3 separate regions of the Sus scrofa genome follow, and regions 1 and 3 are each linked to region 2. A link is a contact called in public Hi-C data. All regions are on one chromosome and are shown on one strand. Each heading gives the region's core, a stretch centred on a gene start, on an enhancer-like site or on the middle of the called end of the contact. The rest is flanking DNA. Distances are from core to core; before and after follow the strand shown. Region 1 holds the start of S100A13 (protein S100-A13). Region 2 has its middle 11 kb from the start of S100A16. Region 3 holds the start of SNAPIN (SNAP associated protein).

Region 1 (4,255 bases), core at 35-2,534, 35 kb before region 2:
GCCCCTTTTAGAGTTGTGGGTTGCCATAAACGCACCTGGGGACCAGTGCAGGGAGCACACCTCACTGGATCCTGCACCACGCACCACTGCCCGTCCATATTTTTCTCTTCACTTCCCTTCCCAATTTGGCCTGAAGATTGTTAAATTCTTATTTGGGGGAAGCTTTGCGTCCCCGCAACCTATTCCAATGTCTTCTCCCTCCATCTAGCTTCCATGTGGATTTTGATGCAGACCTATATGGCATTTTCCTTATACCTGGGCACACAATAAAAGGCTCAGATGGGAGTTCCCGTCGTGGCGCAGTGGTTAAGGAACCCAACTAGGAACCATGAGGTTGCGGGTTCGATCCCTAGCCTTGCTCAGTGGGTTAACGATCCGGCATTGCTGTGAGCTGTGGTGTAGGTTGCAGACGCGGCTCGGATCCAGCGTTGCTGTGGCTCTGGCGTAGGCCAGGTGGCTGCACCTCTGATTCAACCCCTAGCCTGGGAACCTCCATATGCCGTGGGAGCGGCCCAAGAAATAGCAAAAAAAGACCAAAAAAAAAAAAAGGCTCAGATGTTGGAAGAATGAGTGAATGAACATGTCCTCAGTTCCACCTCCACTCTCTTAAAGGCGCATGAGATCCTTTCATTTTCCTTCCTAGCATTTATACGTGTATGTTTAATGGTTTGGCACCCTTTACTGGACTTCACCTATGTGACAGTGAGGGTTGTGTTTGTTTTGCTCACTGCTGTATTCCCAGTTTCCACACAATGTCTAGCACGGGGTAGGTCTTCAGCACATATTCTTCGAAAGTTGAAGGGCAATTTTTCTGGCTTCAAAGCTGAAAAGCTGATGTCTCTGCCACTTCCAGCTGGAACCTTGAGCCTCTACCTTTCTGGGCCTTGAGCATTCCTTAAGTAGGAAGATGTAATGGTTCCTTGATCTTTCTCCAAAATAAGATCCCTCCCCAAATAAAGCAATTTGGGAGTGAACAGCCTTCACTTCCCCACCCATTTCCAAACCCTGAAGGACCAGAGACAGCAGCTGGTGGCTGGTGAGAGAGGAGCCTTTAATGAAAGATGAGTTGCAGGCCTGGCCCACTACTCTTGCGCCCCTGTTGGAGGGTAGGCAAGGGTGAGAAGGTGGGGAGGGAACAGCGGGATGAAGGGGAAGCAGGGTGAAGAGGCAGGTATGGCAGGGTGGAGGGGAAGGGCGCTGCCCAATGGGACCATCTGCTCAACTGTTCTCCCAGAAGAAGTTGTTACAGGCCACTGTGAGGGCAGCCACCAGCACCACGTACTCCTGGAAGTCCACCTCCCCATCTCCATTCTCGTCGAGCTCCTTCATCACCTTGTCCACAGCATCCGCATCCTTCTGGGCCTGTGAAGCGAAGAAATGGTGAGGTAGGTGGACAGGGAGATGAATATCACAGAGTCAGGGGCATGGGACTTGCTTGACTGGAGAGGAGGAGGCAGAGATGAGCAAGAGGGAGAATTATGTCTCATTATGAGACTTTTCTTTTTTTTTTTTTTTTTAGGGCCGCATCCATGGCATATGGAGGTTCCCAGGCTATCGACTGAACTGGAGCTGCAGCTGCCAGCCTACGCCACAGCCGCAGAAAACGCCACATCTGAGCCGCGTCTGTGACCTACAGCTCACTGCAACTCTGGATCCTTAACCCACTGAATGAGGCCAGGGATCGAACCCACATCCTCATGGCTACTAGTTGGGTTTGTTACTGCTGAGCCACAATGGGAACTGCTAATTATGGGACTCTTTCTGCCCTTCTCTAAACTAACAAGACACTTGTGGTTTCCTGTTGCCTACAGATCAGCTCCTTAACAGGGCAGAGTAATAAAAACAATTCCCATATGTTGAGTGCCTACAATGTGACAAGCACTGCACCAGGAGCTTTACAAGTATTGTCTAATTTAATTCTAACACACATAGCATGAACTAGGCTTCATTATTCCCACTCTAGAGAAGAAAGAAATTGACAGTTGGTGGTTAAATAACGTGCCCAAAGTCACACAGCAAGAAAGTGGCAGCACCAGAATTTGAATCCCGTTCTCATGAAATCTCAGCGCTGGTACACTTTCGACTGGCTTCTCCTTTTCTGCATCCTTCAGTCAAAACTACCGAGCATGCTTCATCTTCTTTCTCCCATGCCCTTGTTCAGATACTGTACCTTCTCCTAAAATGTCTGCATTTGCCCTAATCTTCCCGTGGAAATCTCTGGCTCAAGTGCCCCCTCTTTGGAGAAGCCATCCCACTTCAGTCCGGTTAATGTTCTCCCGTAGTCATTTCTGGCATCTCTGTTAAGGTCCTGGGTGCTTCCTGAGATTCAAGATTCACTTTCTTTTCTTTTTTCTTTATTATTATTTTTTAAAATTTAGGGCCGAACTTGCGGCACATGGAAATTCCCAGGCTAGGGGTTGAATCATAGCTACAGCTGCTGGCCTCCGTCACAGCCACAGCAACTCAGGATCCGAGCTGTGTTGTCTGTGACCTACACCACAGCTGACGGCAGTGCTGGCTCCTTAACCCATTGAGTGAGGCCAGGGATTGAAACCTGCGTCCTCGAGGTTACTAGGTGGGTTCTTTCCTGCTGAGTCCCAATGGGAACTCCCAAGATTTACCTTCAAGTGTCAGGCTTTCCCTTCTAGACTGTGAGCTTTGTTAATGATGCGTCTACATAGGGCCTAGCACTTAACAGGTCATCAATAAATCTGGGCATTTTGACTTGAACCAGGAGGAGTCGGGTAGCCTGGGAGAGGAAGGAGATGGATGGGCTGAGCTGGGGTGGATGGAGAGATGGCAGGGAGGTGCCCACTTTGTTCCCCCACCCTTCGCCCACTCCACCCTGTACCCCCACCCTGTGCTCACGTCCAGGAAGCCAGAGAGCTCCGTCTGCAGCAGCTCTTTCAGCTCCTTCTTGCTCAGCTTGTACTTGTCCCCCTCCTTGCCCGAGTGGGCGTGGAACACATTGATGAGAGTCTCCATCGCTGTCTCCAGTTCCGAGCCCATCGTGCAGCTCACCTACCCACGTCCCACCATGGAAGTGAGCTTCGGACCATGCCTGGGGTTTTGGGGTCAGGGCGAGGGTCCTACAGCTTGAAGAGCTATGAGGTTGGAGCCCCACCACAATGGATCTTTCCTGAGATGTTACACAAACAGACCTAAGTCTAGACTCCTTCTCTGTGCCCTTCAGTCCACACCCCAGTCAGAGGGAGTCAGGGCTTAGGGCAGCAAGATAGAGCAGCTGGAGCTGGGCTGGCTCTAGAGGCCTGCCATGGACTTTGTGGTGGCTCCTGGCTGCCTGCGCAGACATTGGGGAGGGTAGGGCAGGCAGGCGGGGTGGTCACAGGACCCAGCCTGGCTTCGTCTGGCTCTATTTTTACCCTGGACTTTCCTGCCTAGCACAGCCAAGGTATGCTGTTGGGGATGGTGGGCTGGGCTCCCCGCTATAGCCTTGACTCGGCTGCCCTCCCTGAGCAAGGATCAATCTGGTGCCCTCGGTCGGCCTGGTGGAGAGGATGGCAGTCTGAGTGGGGAGCCCGAGGTTCACGGGGAAGGAGTGTCTCACTGCCCCTGAGTTTCCTGTCAACAGCCTGGGGGCCTCTCCTGGTCCTGCCACTCTGTTCTCCCCTGAACTTGTCACTTTGGCTTCTCTCTGTTACCTCGAGTTGGGTTCCTTGTACTTCTCTGCAGAATCAGCCTTGCCACTGGGAGGTGGTGGTGGGAAGGGAAAGTGGAAAGTGTGACGTTTTCTCTGGAGACAGGGCTCCCCAGGAGGAGGAGAGGACACCTGGGGGATCTTGTCCCTGCTGCTGGCCACTCCCACCCCCAGGCCCAACCCAGTCGATGTGGGGACAGTGGCAGCAGGGAGACTAGGGCTGCTATGTGTTGGGGAAGATAAAGGCTGAGTGCGTGAGATCCTCTGAGTTCAAGGAGTTGGGAGAGAGGAGGGGAAAAATGGAAGGGTCTGTTGAGGAGGGGGGACCGCCAAGCCAGGGGACCTGTTTCCCTTGACCTCGGGACACTCGGCCCCTTCACAGCCTCAGGGGGCAGCTCAGGTGTCTCAGATCAGGTGTCCCCATCCTTCCCTGGGACTGAGGGGCTAGACAATGAGCCCTGATCAGATGACATCCTAGCTCTTCAATGGGGCCCTTGTGAGTGTCACCTGAACTCCGGACATGAGAAGCGGTTGTCACAGAGACATGAGGGAGATGGAACCCAAGCTGGGCTGATAGAGGGGATAAGCGGGATGTGA
Region 2 (4,526 bases), core at 1,101-3,600:
GCAGTTTTCTTTCCTTGTTTTTGGCCACGCCTGTTGCATGTGGAAAGTCCTGGGCCCAGGGACCTAACCCTGTGCCACAGCAGTGACCCAAGCCACAACAATGACAGTGCTGAGTATTCAACTGCTAGGCCACTAGGGAATGCTTCCTCTGTTCTTTATCTTTGTCTGGCTTTGGTATCAAAGTAATGCTGACCTCATAGAATGTGTTTGGAAGTGTTCCTTCCTCTTAAGTTTTTGGGAAGAGTTTGAGAAGAATTGGCATTCATTTTCTTTAAATGTTTTGTAGAGGAGTTCCCATTGTGGTACGACGGGATCGGCGGCATCTCTGCAGTGCCAGGACTGGTACAGTGGGTTAAAGATTTAGGATCTGGTGTTGCTGTAGTTGTGGCATAGGTTGGAACTGTGGCTTGTATCTGATCCTTGACCCAGGAACTCCGCATGCAGAAGGTCAGCCAAAAAAGAAAAAAGAAGACTTTGGTAGTCTTCTCCATGAAGCAGTCTGGTCTTGGACTTTTCTTTGGGGGGGGGGGGGTGTTGATGAATGATTCAATCTCCCGAATAATTATAATTCTGTTGAGGTTTTCTAATTCTACATGATTCAGTCTTGGTAGCTGTATGTTTCTTTTTTCTTTCTTTCTTTCTTTTTTTTTTTTTTGTCTTTTTCTAGGGCTGCACCCTCGGTCTATGGAGGTTCCCAGGCTAGGGGTCTAATTGGAGCTGTAGCTGCCAGCCTACACCAGAGCCACAGCAATGTGGGATCCGACCCACGTCTACAAACTAGACCACAGTTGACGGCAATGCCAGATCCTTAACCCACTGAGCAAGGCCAGGGATTGAACCTTCAACCTCATGGTTCCTAGTCGGATTTGTTAACCACTGAGCCACGACGGGAACTCTGATAGCTGTATGTTTCTGATAATACATTCATTTCTTCTAGGTTATCCAATTTGTTGGCTTATAATTGTTCACACTAGTGTATTATGGTCCTTTATATTTCCATTGTCAATTTTGTGATCTTTAAAAAAAAAAAAAAATCTCTGGGCGTTTCCTCTGTGGCTCAGTGGTTTACGAACCCAACTAGGATTCATGAGGATGTGGGTTTGATCCCTGGCCTTGCTTAGTGAGTTAAGGATCCGGCGTTGCTGTGAGCTGTGGTGTAGGTTGCAGATGAGGCTCAGATCCCGAGTTGCTGTGGCTGTGGCATAGGCCAACAGTAACAGCTCCGATAGACCCCTAGCCTGGGAATATCCACATGCCATGAGAGAGGCCCTGAAAAGACAAAACACAATAAATAAATAAATAAAATGTCACAATATACAAAACATTTCAGAAATGATATCCCCTGCAATGGTTTAAACTAATGATGAAAAGTCTTAGCTGTCAACTTAAAATACATGCAAGGTGGAGTTCTCGTAGTGGCTCAGCAGTAACAAACTGGACTAGCATGCATGAAGATTCTGGTTTGATCCCTGCCCTCGCTCATTGGGTTAAGGATTGGTGTTGCCATGAGCTGTGGTGTAGGTTGAAAACATGGCTTGGATCTGGCATTGCTGTGAGCTGTGGTGTAGGCCAGCAGCTGCAGCTCTGATTTGACCTCTAGCCTGGGAACATCCAAACGCTGCAGGTGCGGCCTAAAAATAAAGACAAAATAGGGAGTTCCTGTCGTGGCGCAGTGGTTAACGAATCCGACTAGGAACCATGAGGTTGTGGGTTCGATCCCTGACCTTGCTCAGTGGGTTAACGATTCGGCGTTGCCGTGAGCTGTGGTGTAGGTTGCAGATGCGGCTCGGATCCCGTGTTGCTGTGGCTCTGGCGTAGGCGGGTGGCTACAGCTCCGATTCAACCCCTAGCCTGGGAACCTCCATGTGCCGCGGGAGTGGCCCAAGAAATAGCAACAACAACAACAACAAAAAGACAAAAAAAAAAAAAAAAAAAAAAAGACAAAATAAAATAAAATAAAATAAAATACCTGCAAAGCAGTATATAGTTTTCTTCAAAATTCCTTTAGGGGGTCACAGTAGCAAACTGTAAAGAAAATTTTTAGAAAGCAGCAGAATCACCAGGGAGGTAGGCTGTGCTGTCTGGGACAGCTTCAGAAGAGGTGTGAGCTGAATGGAGCTGGTGAGGGGCAGACCTAACAGGGAGGAAAAGGGGCAAAGAGCATCTTGGAGAAGAGAGGTGTGGAGGTCAGGGGCCAAGGCCTCGATGGGGGCGGGGGTCCCTTGAAGCCCAAAATGCGGGGTTTCCATGTGAGATCCCAGAGGCAACTCAGAATAGAGCTCCCTGCACTGTCCCTGGTTCGTGTCCGGAGACCCGCACGTCCTCGTCTCCAAGATTTGCAACAGCTGGCAGGAAATGAGTGGGTGCGTGACCTCAGGGAGAGGCTTGTTTCCAGAGGGGTCTAAGTGTAAGCCTAGAGTGCTGGGGAGAATGCTGAGCTTTATTGGAGGTCAGGGAAACTTAACAACAGGCAAGGCTGGGCTCCAGGGCCTGGAGCCAGAGAAGCCCCAAAGGAACAAACAGCCACTTTGAGGTCAGGCAGCTCAGCCGGAGGCCTCCTTGGGGAGGGATGGGGCCAGAGAAGGGCGGGCTGCCCTCCTTCACCCAGGAGTCCAGGGCCCAGACAGCCTGAGCAGAGCCTGAGCAGAGCCTGAGCAGAGCAAGGGAGAGGGGCCAGAAGCAGGTTCCCGTGGGAGGTCCCTCAGTGGAGCTGAGAATTGTCCCTCTGTGTCAGGTCTCACGCTGGCTTGCCCTAGTGTCTAAACTACCGGGACCGAGGTGGTGGGAGCCCAATAAGTCGTGCCCGTCCAACCCATCCGTAGCCAGACCTAACAGTCTATGGGGCCGCATTAGGGGTAAGGAATTTAAAACCACCTGCATAAGCTTTTGTACTTCCTGTATAGTTGGTTTCTCTTTCCCTTTCGATTCCTAGCAAAATTCCTTTTGGAAAATAAAACATTCATTTATGGTTATCCAGGGTCAAAATTTTAAGAGGAGTTCCCGATGTGGCTCAGTGGTGAACGAATCCGACTAGAAACCGTGAGGTTGCGGGTCCGATCCCTGGCCTTGCTCAATGGGTTAAGGATCCAGCGTTGCCGTGAGCTGTGGTGTAGGTTGCAGACGTGGCTCGGATCCTGCGTTGCTATGGCTCTGGCGTAGGCCTGTGGCTACAGCTCCAATTGGACCCCTAGCCTGGGAACCTCAATATGCCACAGGAGCGGCCCAAGAAATGGCAAAAAAGACAAAAAAAAAAAAAGTTTTAAGAAACACTTTCTCATCCAAAGCTGGGGTCAGAGTGTGGCTATGGCAAGTTTATTTTTTTTTTTTGTCTTGGAGATGGAGATGGAAGCATTGGGCATGGGTGAGCTTGCTGAGGGAGAGCAAGAGCAAGAAGAGGAGAGGTTCTGTCTAAAAGTCACCAGCAATTCTGACACCAAGTCCAGTGGGTATGAGTTTTTCCCCCACACCAAGCAGTTCTCTGCCATCAGCTGGGTGTCGTACAATTAAGCTCAGTTCTGATACGATCTACTAGAGATAGCGTCAGACCTACAGGTTAAGGGCTCAGTCCTCTAAAGCATCCCCCTCACCCCCACCCCCACTTCAGATACCAATCAAAATATGCCTGCAGGAGTTTCCTGGTGGCTCAGGGTTTAAGTATCTGGCATTGTCACTGCTGTGGCACAGATTGGATCCCTGGCTGGGAAACTCCTGCACGCTGTGCATATGGCCAAAAAAAAAATGTCTGTTTAGAAATCAGAGATTCCCATGACCCCTTCTTTGGGTGATAGAGCAGAATTCTCTTCCCCAGATATTCACCTGGCCCTTCCCTCAGCTACTTTCAGTTCTTTGATCAAATTGATCAAATGTCACCCACTCAGTGGAAACTTCCTTGATCGCTTTTTTTTTTTTTTTTTACTTTTCTCATTAATTATTTTATTTTACATTTTATTTTATTTTATTTTATTTCATTATCTTAGTATTTTTAGGCACATGAAGGTTTAGGCTTGGGCACATGAAGGTTCCCAAGCTAGGGGTTGAATCAGAGCTGTAGCTGCCTGCCTACGCCATAGCCACAGCCACAGCCATGCCAGATCTGAGCCGCGTCTGCCATCTACACCACAGCTCACAGCAATGCCAGATCCATAACCCACTGATCGAGGCCAGGGATCAAACCTGAGTCCTCACGGATGCTAGTCAGATTCGTTTCCACTGAGCCATGACAGGAAGCCATCCCATTTATTATTTTTCGACTTTTTAATGATGGCCATGCTGATTGGTGTGAGGTGGTACTTCACTGCAGTTTTGATTTACATTTCTCTAATAATTGACTGCTTTATTTAAAATGGAACCTTCCCACAGGCTGGTATGCCCTATCCCTCCTTCCTGCTTTATTTTTCCTCATGGCACGTGTAACCTCTAAAATACTGTGTTTTACTTATTGTTTCTTGTTTTCCTTCACTGCAATGCAAGCACCACGAGGGAAGATTTCATTGTTTATTTTGTCTGCTCACTGTAGTGTCCCCAGT
Region 3 (4,066 bases), core at 645-3,144, 53 kb before region 2:
CCGATGTGGTCAACAGAAGAGGGTAGATGGGTCATTCACCTTGACTTTGCCTACCCTTTTCTCTAAATCCTCAGTGCAAACAAAGGAAAATTGGAAGTCCCACGTAGAGGATACTGCAGGCGCCCCAATAACCTGGCGTGTAGCAGAGGAAGCCTCTCCATTGTTAATGAGGCTTGAAGATGGTAGAAGAGGTGGGCCTGATGAGTATGTAGCTGGGGAAAAAAAATGTGTAGAAGCCTCAGCTCATTCTTGGAAGCAAGAGCCATAATAAATCCTTTGGGATCCTGAGTCCTGCCACACATGGGTTTCTTTGGGCCCCACAAAAATGGGTAAGACTTTAAGTGCTTCAAATGCAAGCCAGAGGGCTGCCTTTTTGATGTCCCAACACCTACAGGGAGTCCTGGAGGAAACAGGCAGCCAGAGAATAGTATTTGTGCTGTTCTGTGGCCATGGGCCCCACCTTTTGGCCTGTTACTTGCTTGGGGAACCAGGAGGATAAACGCCTGAATCCAGCATTGCCCTCCTTCGGGCTGTTTCCTTGGCAACACTGTGGTTTAGCCGCCTCAGCCGTTCCTACAAAACAATATTTTGGATCAAATAACTATTCTGGAAAGATTTAGAGTTCACTATTAAGGTGCTGGAAAATATCTTAGGCTTGCTTCATCTCGATGTAAGTCTAATGTATATGTATGTAAGAACATAAATGACAGCAACTGGGTACTGAGAATAAATACAGTAAGTTCTATTATGGCTGACATTAGCTGGCAACTCCCTTTCCCCAAAGACTAAAAATTATGGTGAACTGTGTTAAGCATTTCATGATACCCCTGGAGAAGAGGAGTTCCTTTTGTGGCTCAGCAGGTTATGAACCCAGCTAGTATCCATGAGAATAAAGGTTGGATCCTGGCCTTGCTCAGTGGATTAAGGATCTGGCCATGAGCTGTGATGTAAGCCAGCAGCTATAGCTCCAATTCAACCTCTAGCCTGGGAACTTACATATGCCACAGGTCCAGCCCTAAAAGGCAAAAAAAAAAAAAAAAAAAAAAAAAAACTGGAGGAGAATACTCTGAGAACTTAAAAAGCAGAACAAGGAATCACTGTTGGCAGGAAATTCCTTTACCTGGGCATTCTGTAGGATGTTATTGACCAAGACGACTCGTCGCCGAGCATTAAGGAGCTTCTTTACATAGGGGTCGAGATCCAGAGCCACTTTCTGATCCTCATTTATGCGGCACAGCTCTGGGGATGGAAGGAAAGCGCAACTAAACACGTAATGGCCCGTTTCTTGCTCCTGGGGCTAGTGAGCTAGTAAATGCTTTGGAAAACACTTGTTCACATCAGAACAGTCAAGAGAAACTTAACAAAGTCCACTGGCAGCAAAGAGGTTGGCAAAATTCCTGAAGAGCTGTAGTACCCCGGGTATGCAGGGATGCTTACCGGTAGCTAGGTTGTCAATTTGTTCCCGGAGCTCTACTTGGCTCTCTCTGCAAAGGGGTACAAGGCCTTCAGTTACTGGAACTTACGAAACCCACTCCCGGGTTCCTCGAATGCTAAGAGAAGCCCGCCTCTCTCTCCACCTGCCGGTCTTCCGCAGTTCTGCCCTGCCCCAATCAGTTAACCAATTTATCCTTACTCCCACCTGAACTCCAGGCTGCGCTTGAAGAGTCTCCGCCCTGTCTTAGCCCCGCCCCTACAGAGCCAAACGGAGGAGCGTCATCGCCCCGACCTCCCCTCTCCTGCACCTGACAGCGTGGACGTGAGAGTCGAGCTGCTGCACAGCGGGTCGCAGGAACTCGAGGAGCCCCTCGGCGAAGAGGTCGCGGCCTGCAGGCCCCGCCACTGGGGTCCCGGCCCCGGACACAGCGGCGGAACCAGCCCCCGCCATCACGAACTGCCCTTACTCCCGGAACCTGCCGCGAGGGCCGCCGGGAACTGAAGCCCCGTCAAAGTGCGCCGCCAGGGGGCTCCCGGGAAGTGCCGGCTCCGACCCAGTCACAGGGGTTTCTGGGAAATGCAGTCTCCGGGACTGGGGCGGCGGGGAGAAAGGCTCCGACCTTCAAGCTCCGGGGAGTTGTAGTTCTTTATAGGCCTTGAAGGGGGGCGGGTTCTAAAGGTGCCTATGATGCTTCAGTGGCAGATTTGAACAGGATGGCAGTGAAGATGGGAGTGGGGAAGGAGTAGGGCAGGAACCGTTTTTGGCGGGGTGGTAATTTTTGTTTTCTCCAAAAGTCAAGGATAAATGCTTATATCCTCAGTTGTCCATAGCGTTCCCATGTTATTAATGAGGTCATAGTAAATGTCTGAATTTAGTGTATTTTTTTAACAGCACTAAAATATGTACAAAACTGCATGTGAGGAGTTCCTGTCGTGGTTCAGCGGTAACCAATCTGACCAGTATCCTTGAGGATGCGTGTTCTGTCCCTGGCCTCATTCAGTGGGTTAAGGAGCCCCGTGTCGCCCGTGAGCTGTGGTATAGGTCACAGACATGGCTTGGATTTGGTGTTGCTATGGGGTAGGCCAGCAGCTGTAGCTCTGATTTGAGCCCTAGCCTGGGAACTTCTATATGCCATGGGGGCGGCCCTAAAAAGACAACAAAGAAAGAAAACTGCATATGAATATTATTTTTTAATAGCTTTTGTTTTTATTGATTTATGCTTTTTTTAGGGCCACCCCCCTGGCATATGGATATGTGTGTGTGTGTATATATATATATGTGTGTGTGTGTGTGTGTGTACATATATATATGTAAGATCAATGATTGTAATAGTTTAACTCTAGACTGAGTTCTTTTGTGGCACAGTGGATTAAGGATCTGGCGTTATCACTGCAGGTGCTTGGGTTGCTGCTGTGGCGCAGTTCAGTCCACCTCAGGAAATTCCACATGCTGTGGGTATGGCCAAAAAAGTAATGTTGGGAGTTCCCTTGTGGCCTAGTGCTTAGGACTAGTGCTTTCACTGGTGTGGCCCAGTTTCGATCCCTGCTCTGGAACTGAGATCCCACACCAATTTGCTGCACACTGCAGCCAAAAAAACTAAATAAATAATAATGCCCACTCTCCAGTTCTTTAAGAATCAAGTCATTAGCCACTGCAGTCAGTGACCTAGAGTACACCCTGAAAGGAGTTTAGGAACAGGATGAGGCACTTTGTGCTCTGGGAAAACTGGCAGAATGACCCTCAGAAGAAAATTTTATGAAACTCTTCCTTGCATCTTCCCATACTTAGAAATCACTAGGACCGGAGTTCCCATCATGGCGCAGTGGTTAACGAATCTGACTAGGAACCATGAGGTTGCAGATTCGATCCCTGGCCTTGCTCAGTGGGTTAAGGATCTGGTGTTGCCATGAGCTGTGGTGTAGGTTGCAGACGCGGCTCGGATCTGGTGTTGCTGTGGCTGTGGCGTAGGCCAGTGGCTACAACTCTGACTAGACCCCTAGCCTGGGAACCTCCATATGCCGAGGGAGCGGCCCTAGAAAAAGCAAAAAGACAAAAAACAAACAAACAAAAAGAAATCACTAGAACCACTGACTAAGGTGTCTATTGCTGGAGAATGCCAGTAAACCTGCCACCGTGATGTAGGCTTGATTGCCCAAGTCTCTTTGTCAAAACCACATCAGCCCTAGCTTCTCCTCTTAGAGCTTTGGAACAGTCCTCAGAGATTTAGGAAAGACTGTCTCCCAGTTTATAGTCTTCAGGTTGGTTTGAAAAAATTTTTCATTTATTTCTTAGATTGACCATTGATTAATATTTTGGTTGACAGCTTCATCCTCACGAATAAAGAAAAGGTGTTTAAGTCACTGTGGAATAAATAAAGCTGAGGCACCAAGTGTGATGACTTTTTTTTTTTTTTTTTTTTTTCTTTTTAGGGCCATATGGATGTTCCCAGGCTAGGTGTCGATTCAGAGCTTATCAGGTGGTCAGGGTTATCAGAGCGTCCTTCTTGTTGGGAATGAGGCCCAGAATGGAATGGGGTACTGGCTTTACCTATGGAGGGGGATCTGAGACTCAGACTTCTAGCCTCTGTCAGTTCCAGGCAGGGGATGGATATTTCCTGGTCCACCCTGCCTT

Evidence for each region. Hi-C and Micro-C count contacts between places; a contact is called where the count stands out from the background.
Region 1: a contact with region 2 is called in a Hi-C map of liver, with 5 times the contacts expected there. The contact joins the promoter of S100A13 here to the enhancer-like site in region 2. A contact is called at or near these places in 1 of 5 promoter capture datasets (liver), 8 of 47 Hi-C or Micro-C datasets (alveolar macrophages, embryonic fibroblasts, heart right ventricle and 5 more) and 1 of 2 datasets of contacts at active chromatin or transcription factors (skeletal muscle).
Region 3: a Hi-C map of retroperitoneal adipose tissue shows a contact between it and region 2, with 1.6 times the contacts expected there. The contact joins the promoter of SNAPIN here to the enhancer-like site in region 2. A contact is called at or near these places in 1 of 5 promoter capture datasets (liver) and 7 of 47 Hi-C or Micro-C datasets (alveolar macrophages, embryonic fibroblasts, mesenteric adipose tissue and 3 more).

What each region holds. Positions count from the first base shown.
Region 1 is chr4:96,005,996-96,010,250 of Sscrofa11.1, forward strand. It overlaps S100A13 (protein S100-A13), which reads left to right and starts at 1,285. Exons shown (of 4, transcript XM_021089809.1): 1 at 1,285-1,385. The coding sequence starts at 1,378. It overlaps S100A1 (protein S100-A1), which reads right to left. Exons shown (of 4, transcript XM_021089808.1): 3 at 2,869-3,021; 4 at 1,031-1,362. The coding sequence starts at 3,009. The coding sequence ends at 1,219. It also overlaps a transcript of CHTOP not described here.
Region 2 is chr4:96,040,116-96,044,641 of Sscrofa11.1, forward strand. No RefSeq gene overlaps it. Among named protein-coding and RNA genes, the nearest start is that of S100A16, 11 kb to the left of the region's middle. Within about 2 kb of position 2,351, at least 26 of the 83 cell types and tissues checked have an H3K27ac peak or open chromatin away from gene starts, as enhancers often do. A contact at or near this core is called in liver, mesenteric adipose tissue, omental adipose tissue and 2 more, where this site is marked.
Region 3 is chr4:95,987,583-95,991,648 of Sscrofa11.1, forward strand. It overlaps SNAPIN (SNAP associated protein), which reads right to left and starts at 1,895. Exons shown (of 4, transcript NM_001243486.1): 1 at 1,743-1,895; 2 at 1,438-1,484; 3 at 1,121-1,239; 4 at 1-573. The coding sequence starts at 1,885. The coding sequence ends at 472.